Linked DNA regions of Oryzias latipes: region 1 is linked to region 2. A link is a contact called in public Hi-C data. All regions are on one chromosome and are shown on one strand. Each heading gives the region's core, a stretch centred on a gene start, on an enhancer-like site or on the middle of the called end of the contact. The rest is flanking DNA. Distances are from core to core; before and after follow the strand shown.

What was found. Hi-C and Micro-C count contacts between places; a contact is called where the count stands out from the background.
Region 1: a Hi-C map of embryo shows a contact between it and region 2, with 2.2 times the contacts expected there. The contact joins the promoter of basp1 here to the promoter of LOC101160348 in region 2. A contact is called at or near these places in 2 of 5 Hi-C or Micro-C datasets (both in embryo).

The regions. Positions count from the first base shown.
Region 1 is chr17:9,092,295-9,097,260 of ASM223467v1, forward strand. basp1 (brain acid soluble protein 1) reads left to right here and starts at 1,742. Exons shown (of 2, transcript XM_004078753.4): 1 at 1,742-2,014.
Region 2 is chr17:8,948,286-8,953,349 of ASM223467v1, forward strand. It overlaps LOC101160348 (E3 ubiquitin-protein ligase MARCH11), which reads left to right and starts at 3,539. Exons shown (of 4, transcript XM_023965397.1): 1 at 3,539-4,168. The coding sequence starts at 3,887.

The DNA of each region.
Region 1 (4,966 bases), core at 492-2,991, 140 kb after region 2:
AGGAGTGAGCTCGTTGGAAGGCCACACCCCTACCACCTGAAAGCAGACTACAGAGAATCTGTCAACCAAATGTTTTAAATGTTTGACGTGAAACCACATAAAAGCATCTGATTGGTCAGTTTAGAACCTGAGCTACAGAACAAATATGAGAAAAAAAATTAGGATTAGCAAGAAGATCAGAGTAAACTAAATCCATTTCTACAGTAATATGTTATCTTTGACCAGGGGTGGAGCTACAGGGGGGCTAGGACCCCACTTTGGGGTTGTTTTTTGTGAGAATTAAAATTATAATACACTCAAAACCTCAAAAAAGTTGGTTCTGCTTGATATAGGCCCTTTAAAAGAGTAGTAGAACAACAATGGTTATACTGACTAATAAAACTAATAAACAGCTGTTTATTTCTCTATAGACGTCTATGGGTGTCATGGCAAACTTTGCATGCTCTCCATTCTCCACCTGGTGTTCCTAATACCTGTCATTCAGCCCACCTGTGAGCCACAGTATTCAGGAGTGACTGTTCCTCAGACTTTTTGCCATTTTGCTGTGTCTTAGCTCACGGTCCAGCATTTCACAGTTTCATATTTGTTGCTTGTTTATTTTTTTTAAGCGTTTCTCTTCCTGGTTAAGAGGAAGCCCTTGGTGCATTGATCTGCACCAAAATTTGAATAAAAATACTTACATTTTTAATCTTACTTTCTTCATATACACGTCCTCCATGAGAAAAATGCAACAAGATGATTAAAAATGACAAAAACACTTAAGTCCATTCAAATAGGTCTGCATGTGAGTGTGTGAACCCCACCTTCGCCCAACAGTAGCTGGGATAGGCTCCAGCAGCCCCATGACACCAAAAAGGATTAAGCAGCTTCAGAAAAAAGGTGAATGAATGGCTTTCTCTAGAATTATTTTAGGTTTTATTTGTAAAGTTATCTTCGTCTACCTCCATTATTATAAATTTAATTATAGATTATTTAAAACTATGAAACCACAAACATTGACATTATAAAGGTTTCATGAAAAGGGGAGACTCAAGCCATTCAGGGCTATTCTTGCTGCAAAAATTGAGTTTCATTTATAAACATTGCCATCTAGTGACCAACTGTAGGTACTGCATACAAGAAAAAAACTGGAATCCCAAACTAAATTATTATCTGTAATTCATGAGAAACGTCTTGAAAATCACAAGTAATTGACTTTTAAATTTAAAACCACGTTTTTATAATTTGGGTGTAAAAAATGTCACATCTTAGTTGCCTGCAGAGGTTCATTACCAGCTTTACGAGCCTGGAGAATCAAGATCCTGCAGATAATTTTCTGCACTGCTAACTGTAAAACACACATGTCACACACATGATCAGGTTTCTGCACTGGCTGCTGGATCAGTTCTTCTGGTCTCCATCTTACAGTCACACCAACCTCAGCTTCCTGTTCTGCTGCTTATGTCAACACAATAAAAATCGACTTTTCTTTTTTGCAGCAGAAACATTTTTTCAGCGTCTATCTGTAGGTAGCGTCGGATATAAGGCGTCGAGATGACTTCCTCTCATAAGTTCCTCTCAAAGCATCACAGACCAACAGGTCCTCCAGTGACGGGCTGCGGGGGGCAGGGGGCGCGCGAAGGCAACGAACGCGCTGTCAGGATCTCAGTTTATGTCCGGAAAAATATGAAGGGAAACAACTTCCGGACTTTTTGTATGACAAGTGTAATTTTTTTTAATGAAACTGAAAACCAGGAATTTATTTTCGGTAGGAGTTGGTAGAGGAACATGCCGCCGTGAAAACCCTGAACGCACCACGCATCTGTCGAGCATCTTCAGGAAATCACGGACACGCTCAAACACGCACGCCGGAACAGTGTTTAGCACAGCGCCCGCGCGTGCACGGAGCCGCACCGTCAAGCAAGCACGAGCTGCTGCGCGCGCGGAAGAGCCGCAAAAAAAGGGGGGGAAACGCAGCCACCGCGAGTGGAGACCGCGAGGAGAGCAGCGCGAGCGCAGGGAATTGGTGTGCACGGTAAGAGCGCTCCTTCTTTACATTCATGTTCTTACTGCTTTCTTCCTTTTCTTTAAAAAACACAGGTTTTTCTTTTTGTTTGAGCTGGTGTGTTTATAACGCGCGCGTGAATGGAGGCACGAGACAAATGTTCTAAGGTTAAAAAAAACAACTAAAAGGGTTTCAAAATGTGAAAAAAGAACACCATTTTATTTTAACAACCCATTTTTCCTTTTGAGCGCGTGCTCACAAAGGGGTGTGTACCGCTAGCGTGCACGCGCTCACGTTTTCCCCACTTTTTCCTCAGAAAAAGGACTTTTGACTTCCTAACGCACGCTGTCATCAATCATCGATCACTGATAGAGAGTTTCCGCGCGCTCCCCGTCTGATGAGGGGGTGTGAGGAGCCCTTTTTATGGGGTTTTGTCAGAATTCTCATCCATAGAAGGCGGGAGCGCGCCTGAGTCCACGCGGCTTCTTCTAGCTGTCATTTCTCACATCTAATCATTTCTTTTTGATGTTTTCTCTGCGATTGCAACCAAGAGGGAAAAAGGGGAGTTTGGGATGACAAGAGGAGGAGGAGGAGGAGGAGGAGGAGGAGGAGGAGAAAGGGGTGTGATGGAGGACCGAGGGTGCACGTGCATTCTCCCCTCCTCTTTTTCTCGCCCCGCGCCTCGAGCTCATTTATGTTTTTTTTCTTTTCCTCATAGACAGATTTTTCCCCCTACTGCGGAGTCAAACTTTATCAGCCACCCTCATCTTTCTCCCCCTCTTCATCCTCCGACACCTTCATTGTCCGGTCCTTTGTTCACCGCGGGGCGCATGCGCACTGGCTGTAGGGTGTGGATGGGAGAGATGCCACCTTGACTATCAATGATGGAGGAGAGAACAAAAAACAGGATGGAAGAGGCTCATTTCAGTGTAAACTGGATTTTACTCCAAAATGAAAAAAAAAGATGAGCAATAATAAAATGCTCCTGGCGCGCGAATTTTTTTGAATTGGTGCACAAGCGCTGCATGAACCTGGTCAGATTTATTGTGTGCGTGCACGCGCGCACGTATCGGTGGGGGTGCATTTAAAATGATTTATGGAGGATACTTTATATAAATCAAAAGATTTACTTTTTTTATTGACATCTGTAGCTTTTTCCTCTGTTAGAGCCATAAAGTGAGAAATTATCTGCTTTGGTTTTTGCACATCTATATTTCTTTTTTTTTTTAAATCACCCCACAACCTCAGTGAATTAGTGCATTCCTGTGTCTGCCTATATAAGGCTGTTATAAATGAACATTTTTGCATTAAGCTCCTTAAAATCGAAAATGTTCAACCCATATAACTGTTGCTGAGTTGATCCTTGCATGATATAAAGTGGAGGACTCATTAGAAAAATGTAGCATTTTTTATTTGATCAAATTTCTAGGACATTATTTTAAGATGCCATTTGGTTGATTTTTATTATTTTTTCTGCTATTTTATTCTTAACCTAATCTATTTTGCGATCATGATCCTTTTATGACTTTATTTAACTCTTAAAAATTGTCCGATTTAAATAAGGCTGGGTGTTTTTATATCTGGGAGTCTTGTGTCCAATCAATGACTGTACATGAGAACCGGACTGAGTGACCCCTCCATGTGCATGTTCCAAACAGGAAGTACCCGCTGGTTCCAAAAGTCCAAAATGCCATAGACGCCTATAACTCAGTCATTCTGTTAACCATTCTTGCTGTGACACTTTTTTTTTAACTTATCCTAATTTTTTTCACATTTTTTTTCTGTAGTAAAAGTTACTTAAGTTATAAACTGACCAATCAGATGCATCAATAAAAGTATGTGGTTTCACATCCAACGTTCGAAACCTTTGACAGATTTTGTGTAGTCCGATTTTAAGTGGTAGGGGTGTGGACTTCCAACAAGCTCACTCCTGATTGGTTGTTCCAGAACGACTCGGCCCAATCGCTGCTTACTCACATCTACTGTGACATCACACTCACTCGCTCCAGGTCTCTTATACAGTCAAAGATCCAACTGGAAATACAGCAAAGTGAGATGTGAGAGAAGCAGCAAACAGCTTTTCTGCTGATCGATCAGTAAAGCATCAACTCATCAGCTTGACCTCTGACCCATTTCTTCAGGGTTTTTCCTTCATTTAAGAGAAAACCTGTTCATCCCAACTGTGGTTGCAGAGAAACTTCCTCCTGATTGGTTGGTTGGGAGGGTTGGGTTTTCTTTACATGTTCAAATGAAAGAGTTCCTCCCACAAAACAGCACGCTGTAACCTTTAGCATTCCAGAAAAATGGTTTTTGTGATCAGTTTTACTGGTGTTTCGTAAAATATGTGAACGATTTGGTTTTGGCTTCATGTGGAAGATCATATTTTTATAACCACTAAAAATCTGCTAAAGCTTCCTTCAGTTTATTACTTTTTGATGTTATGTGTCTGTAGATGAAGCTGACCAAAGCAGAAATGAAAGTGATCCTTCCAGAAAAGCTGCCTAAAGTTCTTTTGCTGTTATGTCCCACTTGTTAGTGTGGGTTAGAACCTGTGTGGTGAATTTCATCATTCTGTTGTGACTTTTCTGAACTTTTGGTTGAAATGTTCAATTGGAACCAATGGGTTTATATAACAGGAAGTATTTGTGGTTTATTCCATTCAGACAGAAAAAAAAAGAAAAATCACAATTTCTGATGATTTAGATTGTATTAATAGATCATATAAATGGGATTTGTCGGAAGATTTTGACAAAAGTGCTGAAAACCATAAGAAAAAAGTGTTAGCTTTTCATTTCTGGACCGCCAGCTCCAACAGAACCACGTAGAACTTTGGTATTAAATTCCACATGCGGCAGAACTTCTATCATTTGATCCTTGAGCATCGTTATCAGGTCATTTAGCTTGATAAAAACTCCATAAATGACGCCTTTGCTGATTTCAGCTCTTTGAATTTTTTGCAGTAATGGTCTATTAAAATAGTTG
Region 2 (5,064 bases), core at 2,289-4,788:
ACTAACTTTGGAAAAAAAATGTCGCCAAGATTTATATTTGAATTATCTTAATTTCAACTTAATAAAACCGTTCCTCCATATTGCATTTGTTCAGGTGTGTTTTGACAAAAAAATTGGCATTAAAATGATATAATAAACATCCTCTAAGCCCCACTGTGTTGAAAATCTGTAATTTGGTTTTTTTAACATGTTTTTATGGCATTTTTGTCACGAGGGAGGTTGCATACAAAGAATCTGAGCATTTCTGTCCTCATATCTTTGTTAATCAGAGCAGACGAATGAAATGCTGCTCCGCCTCATTCTGATGCATCCTCCTGCAGATGACTAGATCCATGTTTGTCTTTGTTTTCCTCATCTGAGCTGGATCTGGATCGAAACTGGACGGCTGGATAGCTCCAATCTTTCTCGCCATTTGAATTGCACCTTTGGGTTTGTGAGATAGCAGGAGAGAGAGTAAACAGACGGATGGTGGAAAGCGGATTCCGCACTAACAGTTCCATCCACAACTCAGAGGCAAAGTGTAATAAAATACTGCCGCTCTACAGAAACCATGTCATGGAAAACGACACAGGTTTTTGGATTTTGGCATAACCATAATCCAAAGACTGGGAACGCTTTGAAAACAGATCAAAAGATGATCAGAGAGAATCTTAGAAAGTCTAACATACCCAAATTCCACACTGACACAATGAAATGTTCCTGAAGAAAAATGAAAGAAAGAAAAAAACGACTCAATTTGATTGTAAATCTAAAAATGAATAGTAAAGGCTGAGAAAGCTGTCAACATTTTTTAATTTTAAAGTAAAGGTGATTAAACTTAATTTTCTGTTAGAAATTGATGCATTTTGGTGAAAAAATATTATTGAGTCTAATCAAACACAAACATTAAAAATACAAGTAAATAAAAGTTTGAATCAAGAATGTCAATTAGAAAGTTCAAAAAAATATTGTTGTCAGGTGTAACCCTTGTGCAATCCTAAGCACTTTAACATTGGGAGTTGGGTCATCTAGACCCACTAGACAGTGCTCTGAATCTCTTTTCTTCAATGATTTGTGATCTTCACTGGTGTCCATGGATTACATGAAATCTTTCCGCCTTTATCCACCTTTGTCATGGTAGGGAGAACACGCCAATGTAAGGGTGGGGTCATCTAAGATAGCACAAGGGTTAAAACTGACTTTTTACAAATTTGTGAAGATAATATAAATATTTCATGAGTGTTTCTACTGTAAAAATGGGAGAATGTCCCACTATTTGCTTGACTAATTCATAAACTATTAAATCTTTTAGTTTGTGGTCTGTTCCATTGTTGAACTAATGGCTTGTAGGAATAAAAAGCCAATTCCTGGATGAGAAGCTAGTTTACTGCTTTATTCTTACAGGCATACAGGGACTCCTTCATGTATCTCCATCGACTCCTGTTACAGTTTGTTGTGTGTAACATGAAGGACTGCAGACATCCACGGGGGTCTTTAAAGTCTGTTTGGTGAATCAAAGCAGACTTTCAGAGGTCTGTCAGTCGGACGGCGCTCCCTTCCTCTCATCACGATCCTGTTCTCTCCGAGCCCTGGGGGATCCACTATTGATTGGTGCCTCGTAGGTAGCGATTGGACATGAGTGGATCATTTCCTTTGCTGCATTAGAGTCCATTACTCCAATTCCGCTCTCCGGAAACTTATGGACATCCTCTGAAACGATAGCAAAAAGAGGAGATTCTTCTTGGAAACACATCCAGCAGAAGATCCTTGGGAGGAAGTTCATTATCACGTCGATCTGGGGAAGGATGACTGGATGCTATAAAACAGCAGAAAGGATGTGCTGGTGCTGCTTCAAAAGGCTCATTCTCAGTCCTTCTACCCTGATAAAGACACGTTAGAGGCCTGATCAGGAAAGGAGCCCCAACTCCTTTTGCCTACTTTCAACCTGCAGGCAGGCTTCTACAGACCGTTAAAGTGTCCAGACACAGAAACAAGGACACCTGAATGCAGGTTTTCCCTCCGTTCACGGCTGACCTTTCCACTCAGCCTTCACTGCTTCCTTTCCTAACAGGGTTTAGGAGCTGATAACCGCAGCTTTGATTAGCTCCCGCCTCCACGCCGTCCGGATGCTGTTAAAGCAGCTGTTTGACCTTAAAGTACCTGAGTAACTGTTTTATTTCTAGCATCAGAACGGAAGTTGAAGCTGCACTTTGAATCATAGAGTGGCCTTTATGAAAGATATTGCTCCATAGAAACCCCTCAGGTTTTTATTTATTTATTTATATCTTGAAGTGGCAAAAATGTGCGCTAAATGTAAACTTTCTCCATGGAAGTCAAATGTTAATCTCCCTTAGCAACCAATTTGTTCATTATTCTCATTCTAAGAATAACCCATTTGGATGGGTTGAACTTGGGAAACACAAACCTTTTGTGCTTTTATGTAGAACAGAGGATTGGGAAAGTGTGGAAGGTGAGGCTTCTAACCATAAAACTGGTATTTTTATGACGCCACTACAGAAAAAGATATCCAAGTAATGCTTTAGATTAAAGTGTGAGGCCTGGCGGGGCCCAGACAGAAGTTAAGGTGACCAAACTTGCCAAAAACATCACTACCCCTACAGCTTCTCCCTAAGCAAGCAGAGACGTATGGAAAAAATACTGACTTCAAATTAAGACGTTCCTACTGCGTGATGATGTCATCAGTAGTTGCCTGTCATTTACGTTAGCGCTTAGCTGCCAGCGCTTTGAGAATATGTTACATCGGTTTTACTCTAAAAAATCAAAAAAAACTCACTCATTACTTCAATTTAAATGTAAACCTCTGTGCTTCAGAGCACAGCAACGTGAAGACACATGGTGGGGCGGAGGGATCATCAGTTGTGGGTCCCTAAGGCTCCCCCTTGGAAAATACACTTTGGGACACCACTACAGCTTATGCTTCTTATACCTTTCAGCCTTAAATTGAAGGGCGTAGGTGCATAAATGCAAGAATTGGAACCGTTCAAAAGAGATCTTCAAGAACTATTCCTTACCTGAAGCCGATTCGATCTGAGTTGTCATGAATTCATTTGTTTTATACAAGAAACACACACCAAAAAAAATAAATTTTAGTTCATTTTAAATGTAACTAGAAAACAACCATTTTAATGTTTCATCCATGTCTAATAACTTGACCGTAGGGATGCTGGGAATTTGGATATTGATCCAATACCAAGTACTTACAGGGCTAGTGTCAATACCAGTACTTTTCCTTGAAATGTTTGGTTGTAGAATGATTTCAGAATTATAAATATTAATTACTAGTTAACAAAAATGTATTTTTGGGACTACATTTCTTTAAAACACCCTCTAATGTGGGATAAAATACTTTATTTTTGTTTTTGCTAGAATGTACTTAAGTGTTTTACATTACCAAAGTCTTTTTTGGGATCCTTTTTAGAAACCAGACAATATGGCAGCAATAATTATTATTTATCTGGTTTGTTGTCTTGAAGGGTTTGGTGTAAACAGATGCTCCATTCAGACTGAGTGAACTGCAGTCTCCACCCCTGACCGTGACAGCGCGTCTCCTTTAACCCAGCAGGTGAATCCTGAGGCTCCGGAGCAGGAGCCCGCCGCTCCTCTGTTCTGGCTGCTCTGGCTGCTCCTCCACATTGATGGCTCTGCTCCTCCTCGGGGAGAAGCTCCTCGCAGCCTCCTGAGAGAACCCTGCGGGGGTCCGGGTTTCCCCTCTGCGCCCAGAGGAGCGGCAGCCGCGGGACTGCAGAGGATCCGCCCGGCGCGCACCGACGATGCGCGGCAGCTGCGCGGAGACGCTCCCCGGGACTCCGGAGCGCGCGAGGCGGTTGCGGATCCGGGAGCCTGAAGGCGGCGTGGACGCACCTCTGTCTGCACGCGTCAGGGAATTATGAGCGCGGCGGAGACGGAGGCGGGTGGAGGCTCGAGCCAGCGCCACACCCGGGAGGAAAGCGAGGTGCTCGGCTCCCGAGGCCCCAAAAACCCCGATGGCGGAGACGAGGAGGAGGAGGCCCGCGGCTGCGGGGACGCAGCTGCGGAGGCCCGCGGGGGGCCTTTCTCCGGCGAGGAAGGGGGCACGTCCTGCAAAGCGCAGGGGATGCCCTCCAACAGCAGCAGCGACACCTGCATCCCCACCCCCAGCTGCCGGATCTGCTTCCAGGGCGCAGAGCAGGTGAGGTGCCGCCCTCTGACAGGTGACAGGTGCGCGTCATGGCTGTAAGCATATCAGCGCAACAAATCTACAGGAATCATGTTCATTTAAGATAATGTTGTTGTTTTTTCATAGACAGGGGCGTTTCAAACAAATTTGGGGGGTTTGGGCAAAACATAATGCCGCCACCCCGTAACACTCAGCTTCTAAAATGACTCTAGAAATATTGTAAATACATTATTTTACAAATAAACACTGCAAGATGTAAAAATCTATTTTTTTTATTCCAAACTTACATTTCTTTAAGAAAAATACTGTTGGAGGTATAGTAGTTATCTCTGGAGAACAAACCTTCTGCAACATTTATCCGCTCTTTTTTGAGTAAAGTAAAAGAAATTCTGCAACATAAAACTAAGCTTACAAAATAATATCAGTTAATGTTTAAGACGTTTTACTTTTTAGAAAATATCAAATCAAATTTTATTTATAAAAAAGCGCTATTCATGCTATAAAACACTGTCCAGATGAAAACAAACAAATAAATAAATATTCAGGCACTAAAATTTGACACAAGAAATATGAAAACACAACTATAATCACAATTTATGCTTTTTGTTAGACTTTTGATTCAGATGAGACTCAACCCCTAGAAGGAAAATACAGCAACTGTGACATTCTTTTTCATGATCTGTGGTTCTGGCATTTGATTTTAGTAATCCAGTTTGCATTTGAATTTTTCTGTAAATGAACTTGGAGTAAAGTATTTGGTGAGGTAGAAGCCAGGCTGGATTTATGTTTTTTAAACAGACAAAAACAATAATAACTTAATAACTTTTTATCACAAAATAAGGATCCCTTGTACTTAGTCCTCTAAAATCACAAAAGTACATTTTTTTAATTCTGCTTGTGAATGAATT